2 separate regions of the Mus musculus genome follow, and region 1 is linked to region 2. Evidence: chromatin contacts called from public HiChIP or PLAC-seq data. All regions are on one chromosome and are shown on one strand. Each heading gives the region's core, a stretch centred on a gene start, on an enhancer-like site or on the middle of the called end of the contact. The rest is flanking DNA. Distances are from core to core; before and after follow the strand shown.

Region 1 (3,699 bases), core at 512-3,011, 790 kb before region 2:
TTGTTTAAAGGAATCCTCCCTTTCTGAATGATAGGCATATGTTATTTAATCGCTACTGAAGATAGTAGCTTTTAGCATATGCCATCCATTCAGTTCTGTCTACGTGATATCTTTTTAATGGAAATCTATGGCCAGAAGTGAACGCCAGTGCTTCAAAACTTAACAGTTTTAAATTCACCTCTCTCTGATACTGTCATTTAAAGGCTGTGATACAAGAAGATGTATTTCTTTAAAATTTTAAATAAAACCCAGAGATTAACTCTGATCCTGCACAGTGGCTTCCCCCACCTCTTTTCTCTCCTTTCTGCCTTTGGCACACTTTATTTTCCAGTAAAATAAAGAATTAAGATGGATTATTCAAAACTGATAACAGTAATGGACCATCCTGTAATGTTTTATTGAATTTGAGTTCTGTGAATTATGTGGTGGAGAGAAAGAAATTCACCTGCTTTAAGTATAACAGAAATCACTACTGTCTTCCTATCATTCTTCAGGGTAATTTAAGAAAAGTCCACTCTCCATATCACAGTTGGATAATAGGTAGAAAGGTGCCATTATCTGGTGTGACAGCTCTTGATGAGCCTACCAAGGAACACAGATGAATGCATCTCCTTACAGCTTGCTTGGCGTGAGGCCATGAGCAGGTGGAGCTTGAAAATAGTCTTTCACCTGGACACATGACCAAGAACTCACCAAACAGGCCAGTAGCCTGGAGAATATTCTGTCTTTCTCTTAGGAGGGAGGGCGGGTTCCTGAAATCTTTTTTTTTTTTTTTCCCTAAGAGCTTTGAAGTTCCACAGAGCTGATAAAATCTATTTTAATCAGTGATTATGTTCAAAGAGGAGACAAACTGGAGGCCAGACAGGCTTTTTGTTCAGATTGGCCGTCCCTTTAACTTATCTGCTGTTTTAAAGAATTTATAATGAGCCTTTGGAAGGACTGATAATATTTATTGGAGGTTTTCTTTCTTTTGCAATCAGTAATGAATTTTACTTGTAATAACTTGTGTAACTCTTTGTCGGAATGTAAAATAGAAAGGTTTAGGAATTTATCAGTAAATGTATTCTTTAATTGAAAAACATCAGGGCTCTCCGTTAGCCACTAAGTAATGACAGAGTAGAATAATTTTATGTTTTCATACATACAACACAAATCTAATTATTTGTACGATCTGACCACCCAGTGAACGCCAGATTCTTATTTCTAGTGAGAATAATATTTGTGACGTGTTGGGAACCCCCTTCATAACATGCACGTCTTTTGTTTCACTTCTTTTTAGAAACAAGATTACTGATTTTACCTAATTTAGTTCAGTGACTTTATTGAAGCACCTATGGGACACAGATTGGCTGTACTTTAATTGGGTACCTCAGCTGGTACTGTAATGTGACAGGGTGTGTGGTCTTTCCGTACTGTTTCTTTAGTATGCTAGATTGTTGGTAATGATGTCTGGATCAGTCAGTCATGAGAAATTAATACTAATGACCTTAACCTTCCCTGGCAAGACTGCACTATATCTGACCTATATCACCTGGGAAAAGGGACCACATAGACACTGAATTCATCAGCCATTCGAACTACAACTGGAACAGGACCCAGACTTTCACTCTAGTGCCTGCATCCTAACAGCTGCCATTTGCATCCAGATTATTCTACATTGCTCTTAAGTCATTTTTAAAAATTAACACTAAATCATATGATTTCTAACAATATTTTTCAGGCATTTCCACCAGGGGGCACTCCCCTCATTGAAAGCTCTGGGCCAAAAAGAAAAAAAAAAAGTTTGTGAAACAGTAGATTGTCTGAAACAGTAGATTGTCTGAAACAGTAGATTTTCTGTCTCCACTGGCTGCTATGGAGCTCCTTGAATGTCTGGGGTTGGGAACACTGTCTTGGCACACTCCAGGCAGGACACCTGCCTTCACTCAAAGCTATGGTTACATTTGGGGAAAGGGCCCCTCAGAGGCAACGCTTCTCTGCTTAAATGGGAAGGTTTGCTGACTTCAGATTCTCACCCAAGTGGTGATGTCTTCTGGCTGAGCCACACCCCTGGTGAGTCTTCTGTTAACAAGACTTGAAGGAAAATGTTTCTGTGTTCTGTTTTGTTTTTTCTGACAGGTTTGGCTTACTCACTATACTTCTGCTGTGGAATATTCTTAATAGACATATATAAAATATTACTTTGTCATTTTGAGATTGTTAGATGTCTAATATCAAGTGCTCTGATGTACAAAAAAAATTAAATATTATACCCTAAATATTTATAGGGTATCTTTTGCCCTGATTTGTTTTCTAATTTACTGACTAGTTAGTAACACTGTGCAGATTGGCATTTCACAGAGCAAAGCCACTACTGAGTGCCTTGGCTGAAAGAGCCCATGGCCTTGGTTCTTTAGTAACAGTAGTCTTAGCTGATAATGACCATTTCAATATATTCTAGTGTTCCCTTTTTCATCTCTGCAGTCTATATACACATAATTACTTTAGTACTTATCAACAACTTTTAAGCATAAGGCATTGAGTTAGACAGACAAAATTAACTATACTATTATCCTTGAGGATTTCATGACATTTTCTATATTATATGTATTCCTATGCAATTGCTATATATTGCTTTACCAGCCATGTTTTTGTCTGTTCCATGTATGTATGTATGTTTTTGAGACGAGGTCTTACTGTGTAGTCTGACTGGCCTCAAAAGCATGATCTTACAGTTTTAGCCTTCTTGGTGCTGGAACTACAGGCATGGTATCATGCCTTGTTTTCAAGTAGTTTTTGTTTGTCCGTTTTTTAAGTATGTAACATTTTGTGGGAACAGTGGCATAGACTTTCAGTGTGATGTGTCTTGTTTCTTTTTATAAGACACATCAGAAATAGTCTAATCAGTTGTCCTAGTGCAGGTTAAAGAGTGGGATGGCTGACTGCCTGTTTGAATCTGAGGTCAGTTGACAGGATGTTTGGTTGTCAGTAGACAGAGTTGCAGTTACTAGTTAGTCTCATGGCCAAAAGGACAAATGCCTCAATTCTTAAGGAACATTTCTTATGAAAGTCCAGACATAAATCCAGGCTTTGGTTGCAGTAGACCAACTGTGAGATTTATTTGTGACTAACTCAGTTCCCCAGAGCTTGGTGGACATTTCTTCCCTCCTTAAGAAGCTGCTTATAAATCAAATGATGTATTTTAAAGGGACAGTGTTCTTATCTGTAATAAGTACTGTATCAGTATATCAGGCAGCATGATGCACTGATGAGAAATTGAAAGGATCTCCAAGAGTTAAAATTTTGGGGAGTCTATTTTACCTTCTCTCACTCAAATATACATTTTTTGACCATTTCTTTAGGGTTTGGGTAGAGGTAGATTTCAAATTGTGCAAAAATCTGGATGTAATTCTACTACTATCACGATAACTGATGTAACTATACTATGATAATATGTCTAAGTAAAGAAAGCAGGCTACAGATTGACGATGACTTCTAAGTCTTATTATCCTGGAGACAGCGCAGCCTTTGCTGTTCTTGGACTTCATACTCTTCAGATACATCAGAAGGAAATCACCCATTTAAATAATAAATTCCCCCCCAAAGAAAAACAAACATATTGTAATACTGAGTTATTGAGGGAAGAAAAACACCTTAAGAGAAGATTCTAGAAGTTTGTAAGTTTCTGCTGTTGCTAATAGTGACTTTTAGTTTGATGAT
Region 2 (3,248 bases), core at 81-2,580:
AAAGAAAGACTGGCTTCTCTGTGATCATAAGGAAATGTAATAAAACATAAAACAAAAACTAGTATATCGGAGTTGTTCAAAACCAACAGGGAAAAGAAAGAGCTCAAGGAGAGAGCACAAGAATCAGAGACCCACTCGTTCCCACACTCAGGAATCACATAGGAGCACTGAACTGGAAGCCATAATGCATGTGTACAGACCGGACTTGATACAAAAGCTTGCAGCTCTGTGCATGCTGCCTTGGTCTCTAGTCTCTGTGAGTTCATATGACCTTCGATCCTGTTGATTTAGAGAGCCTTATTTCTTGGTGTCCTGCATCTCCTCTGGCTCTTACACTTTCTATCTTCTCTTCTGAGGGATATCCTGAGCGCTGAGTGGAGAGATTTGATTGAGACATTCCACGGGGCTGAGTGTTCCAAGGTCTCTCACTCTCCGTGCCACCATTTTCTCTTCCAGGGAGGACTCCACTGGAGATGAGAGTTTGTGCTGGGTTGGTATTTACATATGTCCTTTGGTAGTGTGCAGAGAACCTTCCTATATCAAAGACCTATAAAGTAGGGGTGAAGGTACTGTGTGGACACACCAGATCAATTTCTCCTTGTTCAATGAGGAGAACCTCCTTGTGTTTGTGTTGTCTTCAGCAATATAGCCTTGCTGTCAGTCTGCAGATCAACCACCTATTCCCTTGAAGACAACCTGAGTTGTTTGCGGATTTCCATGGGACCCCTTTGGCCAACAACACAGTTAGATGTAATTCTGCCCCAGTACTGATAACTTCATTTAGTGACAATAGAAGAGCCAAACTACTTTGTGTTACTTATTTTACGAAGTTGCTTACCAAGTAATAATAGTAAAAATAATAATAATAATAATAATACGTAAATTTCACACATTTGTAGCTACAAGAATTGGTGAGTTGATGTTAAAGATATAAACTAGAGTATATTGTAAATTATTGTATAACATTGATTGTTATACTGTATATTTGTGTATAATTCATATACATATTTAAATTATATAAGCTGAGTTAAAATCGCCATGTCCCTTTGTATACTAGGTTTTGAAATACCTTTAAAATCGAAATTATATTCTGAAAATTGTCTTACGCTGTTAAATTACTTTTCAAACAAAAGGAAATTTAGTATTCTAAAACACAATTGAGTATTTGTGTTATATTAACACTTAAAGCCTTTTTGTGTGTGTGCATGCAGGGTATGTGTGTGTGTTTCTATCTGTCTATGTGAGTGAAAATCAGTCTGTACAGTCTTGTTGCACTTATTGTTGGTTGTTTGACAGCTTGATTCCCAAATTACGAGGACACCTAAAAACATATTAAACTCTCTTGCACCCTCTGTTGATATTTTAGAGGAACACTACACATACGTTCCAAGATTATATTGTCATTGCACTTACTTCCTTCCCTTTGAAATTAATGCTTACTTTACTACATTTAAAAGCAAATTAGTAATAGAATGACATTTGCTTGTAGTTTTTATTTGGGGTTTTCTCATCTTTAGATGCGCTCTTAGCATGTCACAGTTTAAATGAAGGATGAGTTTCTGTTGTCTGTCTGTTTTCTCCTGGTTATCAGTGGTAACGCCTCCAAATGTCTCACATTAATAAAGATTCCTACAGTACATAGCATCCTTTATGTACAGTTTTCTAGGAATACAAACTCTGGTGTGTGTGTGTGTGTGTGTGTGTGTGTGTGTGTGTGTGTGTGTGTGTGTAAACCTTTCAACAGTCGTTTACTCCAGAATAAGAATTTAAAACATCTATACTAAAATTGAGAACTTGTTCCTGTCATAAACATTTGCTGTAATAATTTCAACTGTAGGCTTGAAAGGACAAAGCTGTTTTTCCCACTTCAAAACTTTATTGACTTTTCCCTGTGTAACAAATTCTGAAAATTTTCACAGATATTGCTAGTGAAACAGTTTCACTCCTTATGTGGTATATTTTTGAGAAGGAAAATCTGCTTTTTTGTTTCCTTATTACAGTCTTTTGCACCTTGGAAATTACAGTTAATGTGGCATTTTCTCAGGTGACAATTACAAACTATGGAAAATATACAAAATGTGTGCAACATCTTATAATAAAATATGGCTATTGAGAAAAGCGCTAGACATGGTATTGTGGTGACTAAACCTAGCAGAGGAAGGCGTCTCATCTGCATAGCCAGTTTTAGGTCCTCTGAGCTCTACAGTGAGACACTCAAAAATAAACCAACAAACAAAGCAAATAAAATCCCCACAGCTTTTCTTATTTGAATGATTTTTAAATACTTGTTCTTATGGAATCCAGCTGAAATGAGCAAGAGTTATGTAGGTGAGATTTACCTCACTAATTGCAATCTTTAGTCCTAAAGATGAGGAAGCATCTGATGTCAGGGTATAGCAGTAATGCTTGCTCTGTGCTGGTGCTGGAATGACACACACGAAGTGTCTGCAAGCTTTTAAAGAGCATGGAATACAGGAAAATTAGGTTTAGTGACTGAGATACTATTTCTTTTATCATTTCAGATTATGATAATCCTACTAATTTTAATTGAAATAAGATATTATATGTGTAATCTCACCCTTGTTGTAAAAGAATTAGCTTACACACAACTATAATAATCATAAACATTTGCTTTTATTTTGTAAATAATTTGTCATCCTTTTTTTTAAAAATCCAGTTATCAGTGAGTGCATACCATGTGTGTTCCTTTGTGACTGAGTTATCTCACTCAGGATTTTCTAGATCCATCCATTTGCCTGTGAATTTCATGAAGTCATTGTTTTTAATAGCTGAGTAGTATTCCATTATGTAAATATACCACATTTTCTGCATCCATTCCTCTGTTGAAGGATATCTGGATTCTTTTCAGATTCTGGATACTATAAATAAGGCTGCTATGTACATTGTAGAGCATGTAAAAAGTCTTTAATTTCTTTATTTCTTCCTTGACCAAGTTATCTTTGAATAGAGCGTTGTTCAGCTTCCTTGTGTATGTGGGCTTTCTGTTGTTTCTATTGGTATCTCCAGGGGGTCTCCCTTTGTGGGGTTCCTTATTGCTTCTATTTCCATTTTTATATCCTGGATAGTTTTGTTCAATTCCTTCACCTGTTGGTTGTGTTTTCCTGTAATACTTTAAGGGATTTTTGAGTTTCCTCTTTAAGGGCTTCTAGCTGTTTATCTGTGTTCTCCTGTATTTCTTTAAGGGAGTTATTTAAAACCTTCTTAAAGTCCTCTATCATCATCATGAG

What was found. HiChIP or PLAC-seq counts read pairs in DNA pulled down with a chosen protein or histone mark.
Region 1: a RAD21 HiChIP or PLAC-seq map of pro-B cells shows a contact between it and region 2, with 43 times the contacts expected there. The contact joins two enhancer-like sites. A contact is called at or near these places in 2 of 39 promoter capture datasets (the HPC-7 cell line and hippocampal neurons), 2 of 15 datasets of contacts at CTCF or cohesin (large pre-B cells and pro-B cells), 44 of 484 Hi-C or Micro-C datasets (3T3-L1-derived adipocytes, the 63-12 cell line, B cells and 33 more) and 9 of 115 datasets of contacts at active chromatin or transcription factors (SST interneurons, acute myeloid leukemia, astrocytes and 5 more).

What each region holds. Positions count from the first base shown.
Region 1 is chr17:51,776,128-51,779,826 of GRCm38.p6, reverse strand. All of the region lies in intron 7 of Satb1 (special AT-rich sequence binding protein 1), which reads left to right. Among named protein-coding and RNA genes, the nearest start is that of Satb1, 55 kb to the left of the region's middle. Within about 2 kb of position 1,761, at least 6 of the 459 cell types and tissues checked have an H3K27ac peak or open chromatin away from gene starts, as enhancers often do. A contact at or near this core is called in pro-B cells, where this site is marked.
Region 2 is chr17:50,986,228-50,989,475 of GRCm38.p6, reverse strand. All of the region lies in intron 3 of Tbc1d5 (TBC1 domain family, member 5), which reads left to right. Among named protein-coding and RNA genes, the nearest start is that of Gm31083, 110 kb to the right of the region's middle. Within about 2 kb of position 1,330, at least 2 of the 459 cell types and tissues checked have an H3K27ac peak or open chromatin away from gene starts, as enhancers often do. A contact at or near this core is called in pro-B cells, where this site is marked.